3 separate regions of the Mus musculus genome follow, and regions 1 and 3 are each linked to region 2. A link is a contact called in public Hi-C data. All regions are on one chromosome and are shown on one strand. Each heading gives the region's core, a stretch centred on a gene start, on an enhancer-like site or on the middle of the called end of the contact. The rest is flanking DNA. Distances are from core to core; before and after follow the strand shown. Region 1 overlaps Rbms3 (RNA binding motif, single stranded interacting protein). Region 2 has its middle 150 kb from the start of Gm39450. Region 3 overlaps Zcwpw2 (zinc finger, CW type with PWWP domain 2).

Region 1 (3,688 bases), core at 492-2,991, 420 kb before region 2:
TCGTGGTGTGATTACAATTAGTTTAGTAAGCACTGGTATGAGAAAAGCCAGACAGGGTGAACTAGAAGAACAGCAAGACCTGAGTCACCAAAGACCTGAAACCAGGATGATGAGTGATGGTTAGGTAATTGGTAATAACAGAGTCTGGGACAGTGCCACTGGGTGGGTGGCTGAGGACCAATAATGATGAAATTATATCGTGGGGGGAAAGGGTTAAAACCAGATAAACCACGAGGTGTGGCAGAAGGATGCCGAAGACCATGGGTCACCACAGAAACACAGCAGGCGTGTTTGTCACTCCTCATTGCGTTGCTGTGACAAGGTGTCTGGCAAAGGAGAGTTTACATAGGCTCACAGTTCAAGTCTACAGCAGCCCATCATGATAGGCAAGGCCTGTGGTCAGAGGATGGGGCAGCGGCTTCCATTACAAACTCAGTCAGGAAGCAGAGAGCAATACAAGCCAGGGCTCTGTTCCTTCTCTTCATTCAGCCCAAGAACTCAGTCCAGGGAATGGTGCTACTCATGTTCAGTGGGTCTCTCATCTCACAGACATGCCCAGATGTTTGTTTACATGGTTATTCTAAATCCTGTCCGTCAAGATTAACCATCGGGGTTTCATATGGTAAATGGGTTTAGGGAAGAGGTGGCAGAAACAGGCTGAAGATGGTAAAGAGAACACACATCATGGAGCCTGAAGGATCCACTTCCCCAGGATAAGGCAAAAGAAAGCAGTAACCCTGGGGTATCTACATTTCAGTTAGAAAAGGGAGCAAGAAAGAATTTTTATTTTTGTATTTGTTTTTTGGGGGTTTTTTATTTGTTCGGTTGCTTGGGGTTTTTTGTTTGTTTGTTTGTTTGGGTTTTGTTGTTGTTGTTTTGGGGTGGTGTTGTTGTTGTCGTGTTGTTGTTTTTCGAGACAGGGTTTCTCTGTATAGCCCTGGCAGTCCCGGAACTCATTCTGTAGACCAGGATGGCCTCAAATTCAGAAATCTGCCTGCCTCTGCCACCCAAGTGCTGGGATTAAAGGCGTGCGCCACCACTGCCCAGCAAGAAAGAATTTTTTTAAAGTGGAAATCAAGGACTTTTTTTTTTCCTTTTTGGTATTAGATGTTTCAACTTCCAGGGTACCCAGGATAGGGCTTGGATATGATTCTGTTTGCCAGAGGGTTCTAGAAGTCTTACCACGAATAGCCATGAAGGTTCCCTGGGCATTAATCATAATGGTGGCACTGGATGGACACGGTATACCCCAAAACTCCGTCTCGTTTTTTCTCCGTCCACGCTTGCTTTCCAGTTAGTATTTCTCTGAATGGCAAACCCCACGCCCGCGTCAAGCATGTATTATTCATGCTTTGCCTTTTCACCTGCCTGCTGCACACCAGAGGCAGAAATCGAGGTCAGAGATGGCGGAGGGGGCTGCTTAACAAGGTGTTGTTTTACATTTCAGGAGGCAGATCTTCTTGAGTCTCCGCGTCAGGAGTGCTTGTCTGGGACAGCTGGGATGGCGGTGACACCACAGACACATTTTCATTTACCAGAAAGGAGTAATCAGAGCGCAGTAAATGCGTCTTTCTCTCCTCCTGGCTCAGAGCGCAGGAATGTCAGAGGTCCTCAGGGAGCAAGGACGGTTTATGCAGAGCAGGAGGGCCGGAAGTGGCCTGTGGGTTTAGCAGCCTCGGAGTCTGTGAATTGTTCACATCTTTTCTCAGACCTCTTCTTTGAGACTCCAGACACCAAGGCAGAGTCTCCCCTGCTCTGCCGAGAATATGGTTAAGGCATCAAATTACCCTCACTGGTAGCAAATGTCTCTCCCTGTTTTATGACATAGGTGGCTTTAATAAAAATCTTCAGACCAGAAAAAAAGGGAGCTCTGAGCCCCTATTCAGGCTGCTACTTCCTTCCTGTTTCGCCAGGTGGCTTTTACTGTCTGGAGTCTTTTTTTTTTTTTTCTTTTTTCCGATGGTGGTGGGTGGGGGGTGGTCTTTACTCTTCAAACTACTGGACTTCCATCTTTCCTACTATAATTTTTGTCATTATCCATCACCACAGGGCAACCATTCACTTCAGAGCTGGTTGTCTCTGTAAGTTTACTATCATACAGCTCACAAAGACCTGTTCATTATGAGACAGAATTGGACACACTTCTCATGCGGCCTTGCTCATTTTCCCAGTGAGTCTGTGAGTTCATTGATCAGTTGCCTCCATTTTATAGGTTTAGGTGTGAACGCTGAGTATCTACACTCTCAGATGTAGTAGAGCCATAGTCTAACCCAGAATGGTCAGAACCTAGAACCCCCCGGCACCCTTAGCCAAGACCATACACTGCCTGCCAGGCACCGAGTCAGGGGCCAGGGAACTGTAGTGAGTGGAGAGATTGATCCAACTGAGCTCAGAGGCCAGAATGGGATTAGCTTTTCAATAAGAACAAAATCCTAGTCCCTGAGTCCCAAAGGCACACCCACACACAATAGTTCAAGTCTGAACAGCCATAAAGTTAAGGAGCCATCTGTAATGGTTCTCAAAGCTTGCCGGTAGACGGGTTCTCCTTGGCAAATCAATTCATAAGTGTAAGGAATGGGGGCAGATGGGAAGGAAGCTGAGAAAGAAATTTCTCTCTGCTGGGGTACAGGCTCCGCTAACCTTGGAGGAAAATATCTGCAACTCTAGAGAAGTGATCATTTTTCACTGACTTGATGCTAGGCATCCTGTGAGTTTTACAGATGCAGCCTCTCACTGATTCAAGGAACAGTCCAGAAGGTTCCCATAACATGAAAAGCCAAGCTCAGAGACACTAACTAAACAGGGTTTATATACACATTTGTTTGCTTATATTTTTTATTGGGGGCAGAGAAAGAACAACTTGTGGGGAGCTGGTTCTCTTTCTACCTTATAGGTTCTAGGGATTGAAAGTAGGTTGTCAAACTCCGTGGTAAGCAGTCATAACCACTGAGCCATCATGCCTGCCATCAAATGTGTTTCTGGTCCTGCTAGGATTATGATAATACCTCAATTAATGCAGAATAAACAACTCAAACCATCAGTTCATAATTTGAACATGGATCACTGGACTCAGGCATCTGTATTATTTTTAAGTATGAGTTGTTACACATAAGCTATCTCCTATCTTTCAGGAAGCTACCACTGGTCGTATACGCTACTAAAAACCGAAGAGCATCAATCAGATTTAAGGTCCACGGGTAACTGTTTATTATCTCTGTTATGAGATAATAAATCAATAAATATATTGGCGGTAGATATAAGTGCTAGCTTATAATTATACCACTATAATGCCTACGGAGTGTTACATTAAAACAGAGCAGGATACAGAATCTTTAAGAACACCTTCAGCTTAGATACTAGAATGAAATATAAAAGGACATAAGAAGGGAGAGGGAATGCAGAAATTAGTATCAGTTGTGTTTAGACGGGTAGTGTTCAATCTGAGAGTCCTGGCGATACCATTGGAAAGCCTCTAAAAATCCAAATGTCCCTTCCTCCAGTAAAACAGGAGGAGCCTGTGTTCCTCACACTTTCCTTCAGCACCTCTGAGCACCCTGCCTCTCTGGTTATCTCAGTCTTGTAACAGAGTCTCTGCTCCTACTGGGGGTGGAGGCAGGGTCACTCAGACAGCTCATCCATAGAGCAGTTACAATAGAAAACTATGGAGACCGGAAAAGCCTGACAAAGA
Region 2 (3,761 bases), core at 1,231-3,730:
AGCCCTGTACCTCTGCCTGTTTCTGCCAGCCAGCCTCAAGCATCTTCCTAATGAATGCCAAACCTCAGTACTCAGGAATTTGCATCCATCTTCAGTCCAAAGCCAAGTCCCTGAGCAGCCCAGAACCCACACCCTTAGCTGTAGCTCTCCACCTGCCAGCTTGAAATCAACGAACACTACAGAATGCCTTGCTCAAAATTAAAAGACCTTGCATTTATTATTTTTGTTAATTCATGTAGAAATCTAGCATACTGCCCAAAACTGAATCTAACACCTCTGTATGACAACACCCTTGAGTGATAGTCTGTCTCTGTCTCCCTCTCTTTACACATACACATACACACACACACACACACACACACACACACACATACAGAGAGAGAGAGAGAGAGAGAGAGAGAGAGAGAGAGAGAGATCAAGCAAGGCTTGAAGTCATTATGAGGCTGATGGTGTCTATGAACTTCTGAATTCCAGATCCTCCTGACTCTACCTCCATGGTGCCACGGTTGCATGAACGCACTGCCGTGCTGGATTTAGATTCCCCTTTTTTATGAATTCATAAATTGTCCATGGCTCAAATTTAACCTAGAAATTGGTGTCAGAAATATAACACTCTACAGTGTCAGGTGTTCACCACTCTACAGTGTCATGTGTACACCACTCTATAGTGTCAGGTGTATACTAGTCTACAGTGTCAGGTGTTCACCACTCTACAGTGTCAGGTGTTCACCACTCTACAGTGTCAGGTGTTCACCACTCTATAGTGTCAGGTGTATACTAGTCTACAGTGTCAGGTGTTCACCACTCTATAGTGTCAGGTGTATACTAGTCTACAGTGACAGGTGTTTACCACTCTACAGTGTCAGGTGGACACAACTCTACAGTATGAGGTATACAGCACTTTACAGTGTCAGGTGGACACAACTCTACAGTGCCAAAACTTCAGAGTGTCAGTGTATAACCCCTTACATGGTTCTCCTTAGAACCATGCCATATTTTTCTATGTCATTAGCAACTCTTTGATCATTTAAATAACATCATCTTCCTAATATTGAACTTTTCAAATTTTGCAAAATTATACTGCTGTAAATAATTCTATATTTTAACATTTATGTATGAATCATTTTCTGATCTAAATTATACCCATCCTTACACATAATTTTTGCAATAAGAATAACACCATTTTTGCTACCTCATAAGACTGAATTTTACTTATTACTTAAAAAGAACATTTTATAAATAGCTGCTTACACCAGCAAACAAGGGAAGACACTAGTAATGTATTGAATTATGTGATGAGAACCTGTTTCTCTCAACTCCCTGAAAACCAAATTGCATTCACTAAAATCTTTTCTGTAGGTGTGCGTGTGCACATGTTTTTGTACTCATGGAGGCTATGCTTGTGGGTGGGTGTTCACATGTGTAAGTCTGAGGTCATCCACAGCTATCAGTCCTCAAGAACTTTCCACCCTGTTTTCTGAGCCATAGTCTCTTAGTAGTATATAGAGCTTGTTGACTTAGCTAGGCCTACAGGCTCAGAGGACTCGGGATCCGCCCATCTCCACTTCTGCATCCTGAGATTATAAGCACATACCGCCACACTGGGGATTTTATGTGCACTCTGCGGCTCAATCTTAGATTTGTGTGCTCATATCCTGAGCCCTCCCACCAGGCCTTCAATGTAAATTCTTCCAAGATAGGGTCTTTTCCTTGGTTTAGGGCCATGTACTGATAATCTAATAGCCCATCTGTTTTGCTTCAGCTTTCCACAAGGAATTTTTCCCATGCTCTTAGCCAATGCACTGCCAAGAATAGGTCTCTCTCTATTCTCCCTCCTCATCTTACTTTGCACAGTATAAACACACGCAGCGTTGTCTTTTCCAAACCCACAATGTATGTTCTCCTTTTTAGGTGCTACTTGGTTGTTCAGCTTTGTGGAACCTGTGGAAACCCTGACAACTTTTTCCTTTCCTTGTGATGTTTTCCCCTCGGTGTCCTTTATTCTAGCATGTCCTAGGATATTGTCTTCTACTATATCCTCAACTAAACATGCATAATTTTCATATACAGATGGATGGCTTGAGAGAAACAAGCCATTGTGTATTTCTAGCCAGACATGCTTTTAAATGAAAACATAAAAGCATTTTAAAAAGTAGTTTTGCTGGCCATCTCTACAAATTCACCCCACAGAAACTAACTTATTTAGTGTGCATATGTGCTGTATGCTCTCAAGTCTGTGAGTTCGAATTCTACGCATCCAAGGAAGCCATGGACCACTATTGGGTACCCTTTTTCTATCGCTCTTTGCCTGATCCAACTGAGAGAAGGTCTTTCGCTGACTCTGGAGCTCAGCTAAAAGCCACAAGCCACAGTGATCCGTCTGTCTCAACCTCCACAGAACTAAGGGTATAAGCAGGGGCAGGGCGATATGCTTGCTCTTTAGATGTGTTCCAGGCATGAACTCATTTCCTTGTGCTTGTGCAACAAGCATTCTTACCTGCTGAGTCATCTCCCTTGCTGCTGAAATGCACTTTGGAGCTTGACCTATATCCTGAGAACTGTCTTTTCCTAGAAATGTATTCAGCTACATCCAGAGATCTATCATCCATTCCTAACACACTACCAGCCTCACTGTAAGTACTTAAAATGTGTATTTCACGGACATCTATCTACTGCATTAGATCAAGATCTCTTAAGATTCCATGATTCAGTGGAGACTACATTCACATCTTTCATCCAGTCAGTGTTCCAGTACCTACTTAGTCATGCACTCAACAATGACTTAACTAAAAACTGCACTGCATTAAGAACCAAACAGCTCTAGAGCAGGGGGTGTCAACCTCTGGATTGTGACGCCTTTGGAGGTCAAATGACCCTTTCACAGAGGTCACATGTCATAAATCCTGCATATCAGATATTTATTTATTCACCACAGTAGCAAAGTTACAGTTATGAATAAGCAATGAAATAATTTTATGATTAGGGATCACCACAACATGAGGAAATTTATTAAAGGGTCATAGCACTAGGACCAATTTAGGTTGAGAACCACTGGTCTAGCGAGAATAAACATTCTTTGCCCTTAGGAACATTACTAACCATTAACCATAATGAGTAAACCAAAAAATGAATTAGATGCTAGGACAGAAGGAAGACAAGACCAGGAATCTAAACAAAAGGCACTTAATAAAGGCAGGCAGAACCTGCTCAGAGAAGGAGGAGCCATGTCAAGACACCAGTAGGAGACTCTTGGTGGATTCTTTTTGCTGGTTTTGTTTTGTTTTGGTCTTCTGTATCTATTCCAGGCTGGTCTTGAACCTGCTATGCATTGAGGATAACCCTGAACTTCTAGTCTTCCCCCGTTCACCTCTGGAAAACTGGGATCACATGCACCACCTGCTGTGATGGAGAGCAAACTCAGGGCTTTGTGCATATGAGGCAAGCCGTCTCCCAACTGATATCTACCCTTAGACACTCTTGGTGTACACGTGGGAGGCCCTTAGCTCCTTCTTTGATCAGAAAGGACTCCTTACTGTTGTGAATAAAGGGTAGTATTCTAAATCTGTGTGCTTTTCTTCACTTCCACAAGAGTATTTGACTATGACAATAAGCACTTTACCATGAGTAGAGGTAAGGCAGCAAGGGAGCCACTGTTCAAGAGATCTCTGTTTTAATCTATGGAGGACTCAACTGAGTTCAGAAACTGTCTTTTCCCCAATGCAATTTCTATCTATGTAGCTGTGAGAGAAGTCCTTGTCATT
Region 3 (3,678 bases), core at 45-2,544, 390 kb after region 2:
TTCCTTCCTTGACCAAGGTATCATTGAGAAGAGTGTTGTTCAGTTTCCACGTGAATGTCAGCTTTCTATTATTTATGTTGTTATTGAAGATCAGCCTTAGTCCATGGTGATCTGATAGGATGCATGGGACAATTTCAATATTTTTGTATCTGTTGAGCCTGTTTTGTGACCAATTATACGGTCAGTTTTGGAGAAGGTATCGTGAGGTGCTGAAAAGAAGGTATATCCTTTTGTTTTAGGATAAAATATCCTGTAGATATCTGTTAAATCCATTTGTTTCATAACTTCTGGTAGTTTCACTGTGACCCTGTTTAGTTTCTGTTTCCACAATCTGTCCATTGATGAAAGTGTGGTTTTGAAGTCTCCCACTATTATTGTGTGAGGTGCAATGTGTGCTTTGAGCTTTACTAAAATTTCTTTAATGAATGTGGCTGCCCTTTCATTTGGAGCATAGATATTCAGAATTGAGAGTTCCTTTTGGAAGATTTTACCTTTGATGAGTATGAAGTGTTCCTCCTTGTCTTTTTTGATAAATTTGGGTTTGAAGTTAGATAGTTCTATTAGATATTAGAATGGCTACTCCAGCTTGTTTCTTCAGATCATTTGCTTGAATGATTGTTTTCTAGCCTTTTATTCTGAGGTAGTGTCTGTCTTTGTCCCTGAGATGGGTTTCTTGTAAGCAGCAAAATGTTGGGTCCTGTTTGTGTAGCCAGTCTGTTAGTCTATCTCTTTTTATTGGGGAATTGAGTCCATTGACATTAAGAGATATTAAGGAAAAGTAATTGTTGCTTCCTAAAAGGGAACTTAAAAAACAATTCCTCTGACAGAGCTATAAAAGGACATGCTATAGAGATTTAACCTAAAAGAAAAACCAAAATAAGTGGAGATAAACAAGTTATTAAGCATTATGTACATCTACATGAACTCCAGATTCTGCGGGCTCAGGCCAGACAGAACCTCAGTCATCGTGGAGAGGGGACGTGGGTAGGAAGGCCCACTTCCACCTGAAGGGCTATTGGCAATGAGTAGAAAGTCACACCTCCAAGTGTCATGAACAGTGTCAACTTGATTGGCAGACTGCATTTCTTTGAGATGGATGAGGACTGAAATGATCGTTTTCTCTATTTTGGATGCTATTTTTTAAAGTGTGCAATTCTATTGTTTCTGATACATACACTACACATCAATTATCAATATGCTAGCCAGGTCAATTTTCAGCAGAGTCTGGTATTCCCATGACCTCTGGACAGCATCAGAGCCCAGAGCCTGGCAATGTGACTCACAAATGCCTTGCTGCCTCCTGCTCTCTGCAGTTGTTCTAAAGCTCTGTGGATTTCTTTGGTTGAGGGTCTTACCAGAGAGAATGACTAGAGTGTGCCTTCAAGCAGTGAACAGAGGCACAGAGGGAATTTTCTCTAAAAATAGAAGCTGGCTCCCAGTGCCACCTTGAACAAAAGCCATGAATGGTTTCCTATTAGCACCTCCAACTGTGGCTAAGGATGAGACTGGCTTCAAGCTTCAAGGGGCTCCATGAGTCGGCATTTTACCCAGAGACCTTAAAGGCTTGCTATTTAAATTTTCTAAAAGGCCTGCTCAGGAACTGAACACAAAAATTCAGGGTGGCTTGTCATTCACATTTCATTCATATCTGTAAAACACTTAAGAACAGTAAGAGTTAATTCCAACAAGGCACTGGGGAGGAAAGAAGCTGGGTTTGTGGTACAGCTGCGCAGCTGACAAAGGAGCCAGGAATCTGATTATCTGACCTCTGGCTGGAGGTTCTGTGAAAATCCAAGTCAGCTGCAAACATTTCCTGTTTCTGTGCAGTTTTTACTAAAGCCATTGGTCATTTCAGCAAGGGAGATGCTGGGAGATGGGGGATGTTGGCAGGGGACCCTGTTTCTAGGGAGACTTCTGAAATATTTAAAATAAATTGTTAAGAGCCGATGTTGAGAGAACATTTAATGGCTATATCACAGCATTATTTTTTTTTTACAAAGAAATGAATGTTCAGAATGTTACTGTGTGTTTCACCATTTTTCTACTATTATCCTCAACATTAAGAATACTCAGTGACTCCTTACCCTGTGGGAATTCTCAGCATCCAGTCTTGTAAGCCTAAACCCCAGAATAATACATAAGAACTGTTTTCTGACAGGATAGACAGAATCTCCCCCCAATTACACAATAAAAGACATAGTCTTAATCATTTTGTGCACCAACCCGTAAAAAATCCAGAGAGGACTCCCTGCACACAGATTCATGGGAGAAAAGGCAGGCCATCATTCCCTGTGGTCTGGGTGGGTGTGTTCTCCAGTGTACACTGGAGTAGCAATTTCTGATGTGTACCTTATATGGGAAAATTTTTTGAAACATTTGAGGACATTAAACATATAAACAAAAAGATAAATAGTCCCTCAAAGTCATCAGTAGATTATACAGAAGCCGAATGTTTATACACCAGAGTATATTACAAACATGAATTCTGTAATAAGTCAGTTCTATTAATTCTCACTGACATTGAACAGCAGCAGTTGCTGCAATTGAGCAGAGAAAGATCATCTAATATCTAGGGACATATCTGCAATCTATGAAACATAAAGTCATTACTCAAATTTCTATTTTACGTTATGCTAATAACCATTATTGATTTTGGTTTTGATGAAACTGAGGAAGGGGTGGTGAATAGTATCCCCAACAGACAAATTAAAAAATATTTTTCTACCTTCAGCTAATTCAAGCCACAGATGCAAAACCCATAAATATACAAGGTAAATTTTATTATTAACTCAAATTTCAAGTGAATTAATCTCAACTAAATCTTTAGATGAGTATTATGCACAGAAAAACAAAAGTAAAAAGGAAGTTATTCTTAGAACTTGAAGGTGATTTTGAAAAAGAAAATTTTCATTAGTAATAAGGACTAGAACAGTTTCTAAAGACAGGATCCAGGATAGCCCTGACTGGCCTGGAACTCTCCATGTAGCCAAGGATAACCTTGAACTCCTGACCCTCCTGCCCTAACTCCTGAGGCTGGGACTACAGGTATGTGCCACCTTGCCCAGATTAGTTTTTCTCTTTGTTTGCTTTTGTCATTTGTTTTTTTACTAATAATGTTTAAATTTTATAAGATTTATCACTAGAAACTTACTCATCAGTAGAAACATCACACACTAAAGTTAAGCAGACCCACATCTATACAGCCTGAGGACCGGCGTGGGAACAGAAGCCGCAGAGCCGCACGTGAAATCTCACACTTTCAGAATCAGCTCAAGTTCAGGTGCTTATGCGTGTTTTCACGGTGGTTGTTTTAGAAGTTATTTTGGTGGAACAGTGTGTTTGTTATGATATTTCACTCATATTTATAATAAGTAGCCTTTCCCTAAATCTAACAATGCTGCCCTCCTAGGGGACAATGGTAAACGTAAATGACACTTGGTAAGAGTTGATGTCTTTACAACTTCTTAGTCAACATAAGAGAAGAGAGTGAAATCACTAACTCTGCCCACATTCTGCAGTGACACTGCTGTGCTGCCTCCCATACTCTGCAAACCCCCAGTGTGCATTCAGGCCGGGCCCTGGACCCTTACAGACGATTGCTGTGTCTCCTGTGGCCATGAACTCCTTCCTGAGGAGAAGTAGCAGCCTTCACATGTAAAGCCCATGAGCAAAAGGATG

The links. A called contact is a pair of places that touch in the nucleus more often than the background predicts.
Region 1: a contact with region 2 is called in a Hi-C map of tail fibroblasts, with 2.8 times the contacts expected there. The contact joins two enhancer-like sites. A contact is called at or near these places in 2 of 484 Hi-C or Micro-C datasets (nephron progenitors and tail fibroblasts).
Region 3: a Hi-C map of the N1E-115 cell line shows a contact between it and region 2, with 3 times the contacts expected there. The contact joins two enhancer-like sites. A contact is called at or near these places in 2 of 484 Hi-C or Micro-C datasets (the N1E-115 cell line and adipose-derived mesenchymal stem cells).

Annotation. Positions count from the first base shown.
Region 1 is chr9:117,152,475-117,156,162 of GRCm38.p6, forward strand. All of the region lies in intron 1 of Rbms3 (RNA binding motif, single stranded interacting protein), which reads right to left. Among named protein-coding and RNA genes, the nearest start is that of Gm39452, 40 kb to the right of the region's middle. Within about 2 kb of position 1,742, at least 60 of the 459 cell types and tissues checked have an H3K27ac peak or open chromatin away from gene starts, as enhancers often do. A contact at or near this core is called in tail fibroblasts, where this site is marked.
Region 2 is chr9:117,568,886-117,572,646 of GRCm38.p6, forward strand. It overlaps a transcript of Rbms3 not described here. Among named protein-coding and RNA genes, the nearest start is that of Gm39450, 150 kb to the right of the region's middle. Within about 2 kb of position 2,481, at least 50 of the 459 cell types and tissues checked have an H3K27ac peak or open chromatin away from gene starts, as enhancers often do. A contact at or near this core is called in the N1E-115 cell line, adipose-derived mesenchymal stem cells and tail fibroblasts, where this site is marked.
Region 3 is chr9:117,955,092-117,958,769 of GRCm38.p6, forward strand. The region is part of intron 5 of Zcwpw2 (zinc finger, CW type with PWWP domain 2); the gene reads right to left. Among named protein-coding and RNA genes, the nearest start is that of Azi2, 84 kb to the right of the region's middle. Within about 2 kb of position 1,295, at least 35 of the 459 cell types and tissues checked have an H3K27ac peak or open chromatin away from gene starts, as enhancers often do. A contact at or near this core is called in the N1E-115 cell line and adipose-derived mesenchymal stem cells, where this site is marked.